Linked DNA regions of Mus musculus: region 2 is linked to region 1. A link is a contact called in public HiChIP or PLAC-seq data. All regions are on one chromosome and are shown on one strand. Each heading gives the region's core, a stretch centred on a gene start, on an enhancer-like site or on the middle of the called end of the contact. The rest is flanking DNA. Distances are from core to core; before and after follow the strand shown. Region 1 holds the start of 4833428L15Rik (RIKEN cDNA 4833428L15 gene). Region 2 holds the start of Scn4b (sodium channel, type IV, beta).

Region 1 (4,870 bases), core at 1,495-3,994:
GCATATCCTCGCCCTGTGTTTGGGGACCCCTTGTCTAACTGCTTCTTGAGCAAACCATCAGCAGGCCAAAGCTGACTGTTTGTGTGCCCACCTCTCCCCTCTCTGTAAGAAAAACAGCGGCTCTGGCCAGTGCCCAGCATCTGCTCAACTTCAGGACTGCCTTTGGGTCAACTGCTTACTCGCTTTTTGTGTCTAATTGAGCTCCTCGTTCTGCGGCAGAAATGTATTAAGGCAGCTGGTGTTGATGCCCAGGAAAAGGAGGCATCTGAAAGGCTCGGTGGGTATCATGGCACTTGCTTTTCCCTTCATCTTATCCTAGCAGCCAGGGTCCTGGCCCACCCTTTTCCTCCTCCCAGATACTCACTGGTCCTTTGCCTACCCCCACCCCCAAGTTGTTCTTGCCACTTCGAGATTTTAAAAACATGCCCCCAGTAAACCCCCCTTTTTAATTAGACACTGAACGGAATGCTAGAGATTTTCTTAATGGCCTGACAAAGGCTTTTAATTTGGTCTTCTCCAGAGAGAGGAACCCTGAGTCTCCATCGGAGAGGTTGGGGTGGGAAATGAAAAAATCAATGCAACCCATTATTTTGGCTTTTAGAAAACAGGAATTTTAGTGCCGAGGAAGCTTGTTCTTTTACACAGTAAAAATGCAAATTCGGGCAACACAGATGCTGGCACGCTGGATGTAACAACAGAGAGAGCCTCACTGGGGTTCATCTGGCTGCCCAGACCTGGATTTGTTTTGGCAATAATAAGGCAGTTATTGGAGACTCGATAACCGATTATTAAAACACCTTCCTGGTTTAGTTCTGGGGAAACAGGCTGAGCTCGGGCTTCGTCAAAAAAAAAAAAAAAAAAAAAAAGGTATTTTGAGAGGAATGGAAATAACAGAAGCTTAAAACACATTCAATAACTGCTTAATTCCATCCAGAGGACGCTCCATCTCCTCCTGTTTTCTTCTCTCTGCCTGCCGCCTCCCGCTCCTCACAGATGGACGTACAAATTATTGCAAGAGGATATTGTTTTCTGTAACAGGCTGGAACATTCGCATTTACATTTTCCTTGGTGCCGCGGGGGTGACTGGCAACGAGAGAGAAATAAACCACGCCCCATCTTTCTTGCTTTCCCCACATTACGTCTTCCCCCCTCCCCAGCCGCCTCCACCACCCACCTACCATGCCACCCCAAGCAGAACAGGCCCCTGGGGATCAGCCTGGCACCTAAGACCCAATTAAGGCACCAAGGAAAAGATAGGCCTGTCTGGCAAGGCTGCCTGGCGCCCAGCACAGATGCTGGTGCTCTGAATGGCAAGGGAGCCAAGGATCTGCAGACCCAAAGGCCACCCAGGGCCGCCATACCTGGTAACTCCTGTCTACCCACAAGACCTAGTTGTGGCAACTTCCTGCCTGCGTAGGAGAGGGCTCTGCCCCTCCAGCTGTTGCCCTGTGGCCTTCTGGGCCTTTCTCCACCCCCACCCCCATCTGCTCCTTCCCTATCAAATAACTGGGGCTTCATTTATTAATGCAGCGCTCCTGGGTGGGGGTGGGTGCAGTCCTGCAGGTATTTGTGAAGGAGGCTGCAGGGCTGAGAAATGGGCTGTTCCTGGGAGCAAGGTTAGGGACAAAGCAACTGAGTGTGGCCACAGCTCTGGTCCGTGTTCCTTGCCTGACAAATGGAAAAGGGAAGGGGGTTGGAGTGAGAGCTATGGAGAGAGAAAGCCGCTCCTCACCTTATGTATATTTAATATTAACGTAATTAAAGCTGTGAGCCAAACCAGCCTGCCAGGGTGGAGGGAAGCAGGAAGAGCCCCAAGAAAGAAAATTGGTGTGTGTGGTGTGTGTGTGTGTGTGTGTGTGTGTGTGTGTGTGTGTGTGGTGTGTACTGGAAGCAGGAGGCAAGATTGTTGCTCTCAGGTGGGATGAAGAGGTCAGATTAGGAGTCCAGGGGGGCAAGGAGTTAAGCAAGCAAGTCTAGCCTTGGTGTGTTACCCGGTGGCCCCCTTGGCCTGAGAAAGTCCATTACTTTGCTCACCATTTGAGGCCACCCGCTACCCAGCACCCGTATCTTCTGGACAGAATCCCAGTGGACTAGGCCATCAGACTGGCTCTGAGTAGGCCATCAGACTGGCTCTGACCCGGCCATAGCACTAATAAGGGCTAGGTTCCTCCTTTAATCTACCGAGCATTGCTTTGGGCTCTGGCAGGTTACAAACTCCGTACATCTCCAGGCATTAGCAGAGGACTAGACCCCTCCCCCGGGCTCTTGGCTGTCCTTCTCCATTGCCTAGAGGGGCAAGAATTATTATTGGACCAGGCCAACCCATGCAAAGGGGGCGAAAGGAGAAGCTGCCCTCTGGGCGCGAAGGAGAAAAGTTAGAGGCTTGAGCAGGTAAAGCCGAGAAGCGTCTGTGCTCTACAGCGCAAGGGCGCGGAGTTCGGCCGCCTCCTCTCCCTCCTGCCATCTGCGCGCCCGGGGGCACGTCCTCTACCACAGCCTAGAAGCTCAACTGCCCGCGCTGCCCAAGTGTCGATTTGGTGCCCAGATTGCTAACCATCGAAAATGCCTGCTTTTTGCCAACCCCTCAGTCCCGGCTGCCTCTCAGATCAGGTGCACGGAACCCCGGGAGCAGGTCTGGACATGCCGGACACCTGGACCCACCCCTAGCAACCTTTTCTCTCCCGGGAAAGGGACACGCCCCCCAGTCTGAACACTTGTCCCCAGGTCCAGCAGGCCAAGCGCCGGAGCGGAGAGTCTTGCACCTTGGGGCGCGCTGCCTAAGGTGGTCAGGGAGACGCAGAGAAGCCGGAGCCAGCGCCTGGGGTACAGGGGTGAGACATAGGTGATGGCGACTCTTGGGTCTGAAGAACAAACTTGGTGTCCGAGGGAACCCCCACCCCTGGGGACCCCTAGCTCCCCAGCCCTGCACCCAGCCAGGCGCGGATAAGCGCCATGCGGTGCGCCGGCATTTGCGCCAGGGCGGGGGTCGAGGGCGGTCGAGGGGCGCACGAAGCTACGGCAGGAGTGATCTTCCCTAGGTCCAAGGACCCAAATACCGAGGGCTCCCGGATGAAGTCTCAGTCCGAGGACCACCTGGCTCGCAGGGCACCCCGGGGTCCCAGCTCCAGCAAGCCGCGGGAGCGGGCTGGGGGCTGGGGGAGGGGGCCAGGGCAGAACTAAAGCTGGGCTGCGATGGGAAAACCAGGGGTTCCTTTGCCACCGCCCCCCACGGGCGCGCCCCTAAACGGCAGGCGCAGGGGGGCTGGCAAGCGGTCCCAGGCTGACTCTCACCAGACCCTTCTCTCGGAACCGCCCCAGCTCTCGCGCCCACCCAGCGCCATGCACCCGAGTGGGTCCAGCACTCGGGCACCTGGAGCCCACTGGGCACCGCACCTTGCCTCCAGCCGCGCGCATCCCAGCCCCGCCGCCTCCACCGCCCAGCCGCCGGCAGCGCGGGTCTCACCTTTGTGTAAAGAGTCCAGGAGCAGGAGGAAAGTTACCAGCCACATGCCATAAAGAGGCCCTATTCTCCGGGGAGGTGGTCCTGTGGCCGGCCGTGCGGCAGCGCCTCTCCCCCGCTCAGCGCGCTCCCAGCCGCCCGCACTCGGCGCCCCGCTCTCTCTGCTCCTCAGCCCAGCGCGCGGCGGCGGCTCCTCCCTCCTCGGCTCCCCGGCTCCTGTCATCCACGGGGCTGGGCTAGGCGGCCGCTTTCCCCGCCCCAGCCCCCCGCGACACCCCGGGGTGGTGAGTGCTACTCCAGCCCCAGCCTGGGGTCACTTAGTCCCACAAGCTTAGGGGACAGAGGTGGGGACCCTGACCAGACAGTCTCGATCCTGCTCCTCTGGTCGAGAGAGGAGAGGGGTCCCTGTAACTCGCAGGCTTTTGAGCCTATGGTCGCACAGAGGCATATGTCATACATGTGCTAAGAGTCTGCCATGTAAGGGGAAAAGAACACGGGTTTTTCGCCCGGCCGGTCATTCAAAGCCATTGCTGGCTGTTTCTTTTGGACTCAGTTTCCCTCCACGAATGGGAGAGCATAGGTGCTCTGAGTAACATCTGGGCTAAAAATCTTTGAAGACATTTGGTACTCTATATCTCAATGCCCAATCGTACGTGTTGCTCCCAAACCCTTAGTCACTTCTGCAAGTCAGCTTCCTGGAGAAGCTGTCTCAGACCACCCATCCCCAGCACTGTCCAAATATACACTAGAACCTAATACTTAAAAAAAAAAAAGCCAGTCATTTACAATGCACAGATAATGCCTGTTCTATGTGTGCTTTGTCCCTCTCTCCCTAACCTCCCCCCACCACACCCCCCGCGCCCCTGCACACACACCATCACAGCTTCCTCGCCTTGCAGAATCTGTCTGGTCAAGACAAAGTGAGGAGAGTGCCTTATCAGCCACCAAATGGAAGCCTAGCACAGCTGAGCTCTGAGACAGGCACCATGTCATGCCTGACTCTGACGTGGAAGGCTGATGTGGTGAAAGTCTTCTTTTGTCTTAATTCTCAAATAAGAGGCCACACAGGTTCCAGAGAAGGGGTCCAGCTAACCCGAAGATACACTAGGTGCCAGCACAGAACTCTCCATGCAAATAGCCACCTGTTTTGACCTGGCTTTCTGTGAGGCATAGTAGGAAAGGTGGGAGAAGCTGGGAGCTGCGGTTCTGTCTCCTCCAGATGTCTCACCCAAGTTCAGGCGAAGAACCAGGTTTTCTCATTCACAGGTTTTGCCAAAATATGTCTAACGTTTTAAACTAAAATTTGAAAGCTGTGCTTTTTTTTTAAATGGAAAGATCCGTAAAGTGTGAAATTGCCGTTTTAACCAGTTTTAAATTTGTGTGTGTGGTGTGTGTACAGGTCTCCGTGGG
Region 2 (4,870 bases), core at 1,756-4,255, 290 kb after region 1:
GCCCCGGGGGCCTGGGGGAAAGGGGCTGGGCCAGGCAAGGCTCCTGGGTCCTATGGCAAAGGAAAGCTTTCTGCTCCCTCACCCTAGGCAACCTGCCTACCTGCTTCCTGCCCACCCCCATGAGCTTTGCCAGGATAGAAGCATACCCCTGAGACTGCACTGGATCAGAGAAACCAGCCTTACAAACAAGTTCAAACAGTGGGTCTGGACCTCTTTTTAAAGGCCTCTGGGCAGCAGTGTTGGCCCACTGCAGGCATGGAGACCCCCAAGGAGCAGCCACAGGACGAGGTGATCCCATTAGGAGGCAGCCAGTCATAAGGGCTTAGTTCCTACAAGGCTGCCTTCTGCAGCTCCAAAATGCAGACTGGCCCCTAACCCCCCTCCCCTCTTCTCCAGGATCTCCCGGTTTAGCCTTGCTGGTTTCTTCCTCTGAGTGGGACTCAACACCCTCTCCTTAATTGTGTGCTCATTAAACAAGCCCTTAATAAATACACACCAGGGGAGAGAGGGTTGTGCAACACAGCGCCCTCACAAGTGATAATTAAACACAGATCATGGCAATTAAGCAAATCAGGGAACAAGGAACGGGTGGGCAGAGCAACACACTACCAGTCACAAACCCAGGAAAAGACTGGAACCTCGGTTGCAGCGCTGTGGCCTTGCGAACTGCTTCTTGGGTTCAGAAAAAGCTGCATTGTTTGTACTTTCAAAACCAAACCAAACCAAACAAACAAACAAACAAAACACTGGGGTCTCAGTCTAGGAAACTGAGTTGATATGGAGAGAAGACTTCAGGGACACCATGTCGTCAACTGTGAAGCAAAGCTCTGACCACTGCTCAGACCCACCCATAGCCATCATGTCCCAGGGCCTCACTCATTCCCAGGCTCTAAACACAAGCCCCGCTGACCTTCCCTCTCACCAGAGGGCCTGGATTCTGTCCCACTTGACCATCAGCTGGGCACACACCCTTAGGCAGGTTACGATCCCTCTCTGTGCTATACATTCCTCACTCTTTGCAACGCTCATCGCTCATCGATATGGTTTTCAAACTCCCTGCCCTATTCATACCAAAGCTCTGCCCTGCTCTCCACTTACCCCCTCCCCCATCCAGTACCTAGAGCCCTCTTGGCTGTCCACAGAAGCCTGCTTCTATGGATAGTCTAGCAGGGCAAGGCCTAGCCCTCCCTTGACCAACCAAACACGGGGGTAAAGCAACCCACGACATACAGTGGCTGGTTTAATGACTGGAGCTTTGGTACCTCTGAGACCTCTCATCCCTACCGTGGCCACAGGAGAGCCCCAGGATGATCCAAGTGTGGACTCCAGTGGAATGACACTGTACCCATCCCATGAAGAAGAGCTTTGGACTTTAAAAGAGTCACCATGAAACCTGTACGACATCTGTATGGTATGGAACAAAACATCAGTGCCCTATATCTGATGGCCTCCGGGAGGTAAGGCAGAGCTCAGGAGCAAAAAGAACACAGTTCCCAACACCTGATGGGTACGCATAGGACAGATCTGCACGTGAGTTCCAGGCGCAAGAGCAGCAGTGGCTTCCTATAAGAGGCCTGTGCCCCCTGCTTCCAGCACAGATACCTCCACCATGTGCCTGATCCAGTGGGGGGTGGGTGGGTGGGTTATGCTGTCAAAAACCAAACTTGACTTTATATAAACAGGAAGAGGCACAGGTGCCAGAGACGGAGTCAGCTTACATTGGAAGTCAGGCTGTGTAGAAGATTAGATTCTGGTCTGGACTAATAAATACCATTGCTTAATCTCTTGGAGTTTGACACTCAAAACCATCATGTGAATATTAATAGATAGCCATAAGAGTCTATACCCTCTGTGTCCTCTGGGCCTGACTCCTCTCTCTTCCCAGCCTTCCCCAAAATGAAAAGCCAGTAGCAAGCCAAACAGGTCTTTCCCCAAAGAAACCCTTTAAAGGAAGAGGGACAAGGACCTTCTGAAAAGGTGGCCTTTGAGTGGTCCTCTGGGTTCTTCTAAGTCCTTCCAGCATTTGAAAGAGTGGCAATGGACACCAGAAAGGAAGAAGTGGGGAGAACCTGGCGAAGAGTCGGGAGGGAGACCCTCGTCCCCCATTGGAGCATTTCCTGCTGCCAGGGAAGCAAGCAAGTCAATAGTACTAGGCAAGAGCGGCAGACACCGCTACACCTGCAAACTCCCTGGAGCCCCCACACTCAAGGCAGTAGACACCCCAGCCCCCACCCCACCAGCATGCCTTAACTCCGGTCTCAGGAGGATTTCCCTGCTGCAGCTCCAACACCTAGCTCCAAAAGGCATCAAAGAAAGCAAGAAACTCACTGCCCGGGTGGCAGGGGTTGGGGAAAATGCACAAGGTTCCCAGGGAACATAGTCTTAAAGCTAAGGGTCCGGAGGAAGACCGGCATCCCAATCATTTGGTGCCACCTTGTCTAAGGCACTTCTCTTCACCTCCTTCAGGATGGGGTGGGGTTAAGAAAGAGGCGAGAGAGAGAAATGACAAAGCTGGGGCTATCTTACCCAAAAGCCCAGTGCCCAGCCATCTCGCCTGAGTATTGCCTCGGTTCCCAGCCCGGGACATGGTCCTGTTCTCTCTGGAGCGCTCCGGGGGCTTGGGATGGAATAGTGGGGACAGCCGGGCTCTCCACCCGAGGTCGTCTGTGGGCCCCGCAGCTGCCAGGGGAGCTCCGAGCCGCGGGTCGGGGCTCCGGAAAGTTAGCCGCGAGAGAGCGAGACGAGGGGGAGACCAAGGAGGGGGAGGCGCGCCCGCCGCCTCTTGGAGCCGGCTGCAGGAGCCGGGGCTGGAAGGGGGAGGAGGAGCCGGAGCTGAAGGGAGGACGCCGGGGCGAGCGGCACTGCGATGCGCCTCTGCTCTGGAAGCGCTCCAGCCGCAGGAGGGGCGGCGTCCCCGTCGGTTTCGCACAGTGCCCGTTGCGCCGTGTATCACGGCCGTAGGGTCCAGCCTGGGCAGCCCTCTTCCTCTCCAGCGGGACGGGAATGCTGCGGCTTGGCACTGCAGGGCCAGCCCGCAGACGCCCGCATCATCCCAAGCGCCGAGCTGCCAATTAGGAGAAGAGTTCACGGGGGAGTAGAGGTGGAGCTTTTAGGTTTGTTGGAAGGCTGTTTTTGTTCCGCTCAGAGAACACGAGTAAGGGCAGCGGCTGCCTCTCCGGGGACCGCCGGGAGGACATCCGCAGCGGGCGCTGCCGCAGCCGGTGGGCGTGTGCCGGCTTGCCCGCTGCGGACGACCGGTACAGCCCTGAACCAACACGCGTCGCCTCCAGCCGCGCCGCTCATTCGCTCTGCGGATGGCTTTTAGGCTGTGGCAAACCTAGTTTCCCCTGCAAAGTCTCCTGCACGCCGCCCACCAACCCATTTCTGCACAGACTCTTTGCTTCTTAGAGGGTTGGCAGGCAGTCACTTGGAGACAGCGTGCTTTGCCCCCAGCGCGGGGAGGCGGGGGTGGGGAGGCAACCGTAAACACCAAGAAGGTCCCCCCTCAAGACCTCTAGTCAACTACTCAAGCTACCCTCCAGGACAAATCCTCCTCACTGTCCGGAGACCAGTTAAACCTTGGAAATACACCCTCCACCTCGCCACACCCTCCACCCATCTTCCAACCCGGAGTTCCTGAAAGGCTTCAGCGCCATAAGAGACCATTGAGGTTGTATACAGAATGTTAACTGTCTGCGGGGAGAACCTTGTTTTCTTTTGCTTCGTTGGTTGTCATGGTAGTTGAACAGCTCTGATGCCCTGTGTTTGCTGCTGGAGAACTCTGAACAAAGCACACAACTTTTCTGGAGAATTCTGCTGTCTGCTGGATGGTGACCCCATGATATTTACCTCCTGATGCAAAATAGCATCATCCTCAATGCTAGGCAACAGGGAGGGCAGCCCTGGGCTCCTAGTTTTAGGGGACCTCATGCTAGCCCATGAGTCCAGGGAACACACCTCCTCTGAGTTCTAAAGGGTTCTGGGGATCCAAGAATCTAGTGTTTCCCCTAGGGGTTGCTGAGTTGGACTCCTCTTGGATAAGTTTGATAAGCAGGTGGGTGGTTCCTGAGTGGAACCCCAGTCGCTGCAGGACCAGTCACAAAAGCAAGATGACTGGGGAAGAGTCTGAAAAGAAATCCCATCTTCTAGGCCACCATGGAAAAGCAGTCAGAGGCCGAGGATGGGAGATAAACTTTACTTAATGATCCTGAGTTGCTGTTCCTGCTGTCATTGCTGTAGTGGTGGTGGTTTTGAGACAGGAGTTCTCTGTGTAGCCCTGTAGGCCAAACTGTCCTGGAACTCAGAGATCGCCCTGCCTCTTCTTCCCCTTCCTGAGTGCTGGGATGAAAGGTGTTCTCCACCACGCCTCTATCCTGATTTATTACCTACATTGAGACTTGTGTGCCTTTTTGCACCTGTATCTTGCACCAGGCCTTTCCAACATTAGAAATAGAACTGGATGTAAAGACTCAGAGAGATAAAGACGTGTTAGCACGCTTGGCAGAGCCCTGGGCACACAGGCTGAACACACAACACATCTGAGTTCAAAGAAGCCTGGGGCCCCAGAGGGGAAGCTACGTCCAGGAGAGGTTTTGACCTTTGGGAGGGCCTGCCACTGTGCAAGCAAGGCCAGGCATCCAGGCTGCCTGTGTTATTTTTACAGCAGGGTCATGTTTCTCCCAGCTCTAGGCTGAGGTGAGAGGAGGTGAACCAATGGGAAAGAAAGTGACCCCTGCCCGGAAAACAAGGAGGGAGGGGGAATAGAACTCCAGAGATATCTTTAGATCCCGGTGGCAGAGGGAAGTGACCAGTCCCCCCCCCCAGTGCCCTACCCCCACACACATCTCCTAATCTCTTGCTGTTCCCTGAA

The links. HiChIP or PLAC-seq counts read pairs in DNA pulled down with a chosen protein or histone mark.
Region 2: a contact with region 1 is called in an H3K4me3 HiChIP or PLAC-seq map of embryonic stem cells, with 2.8 times the contacts expected there. The contact joins the promoter of Scn4b here to the promoter of 4833428L15Rik in region 1. A contact is called at or near these places in 5 of 39 promoter capture datasets (the C10 cell line, embryonic stem cells, liver and 1 more), 2 of 484 Hi-C or Micro-C datasets (bone marrow-derived macrophages and embryonic stem cells), 1 of 115 datasets of contacts at active chromatin or transcription factors (embryonic stem cells) and 1 of 9 other capture datasets (liver).

The regions. Positions count from the first base shown.
Region 1 is chr9:45,429,106-45,433,975 of GRCm38.p6, reverse strand. 4833428L15Rik (RIKEN cDNA 4833428L15 gene) reads left to right here and starts at 2,744. Exons shown (of 5, transcript NR_040732.1): 1 at 2,744-2,831. Dscaml1 (DS cell adhesion molecule like 1) reads right to left here and starts at 3,623. Exons shown (of 33, transcript NM_001081270.2): 1 at 3,464-3,623. The coding sequence starts at 3,509.
Region 2 is chr9:45,136,759-45,141,628 of GRCm38.p6, reverse strand. It overlaps Scn4b (sodium channel, type IV, beta), which reads right to left and starts at 3,005. Exons shown (of 5, transcript NM_001013390.3): 1 at 2,527-3,005. The coding sequence starts at 2,587.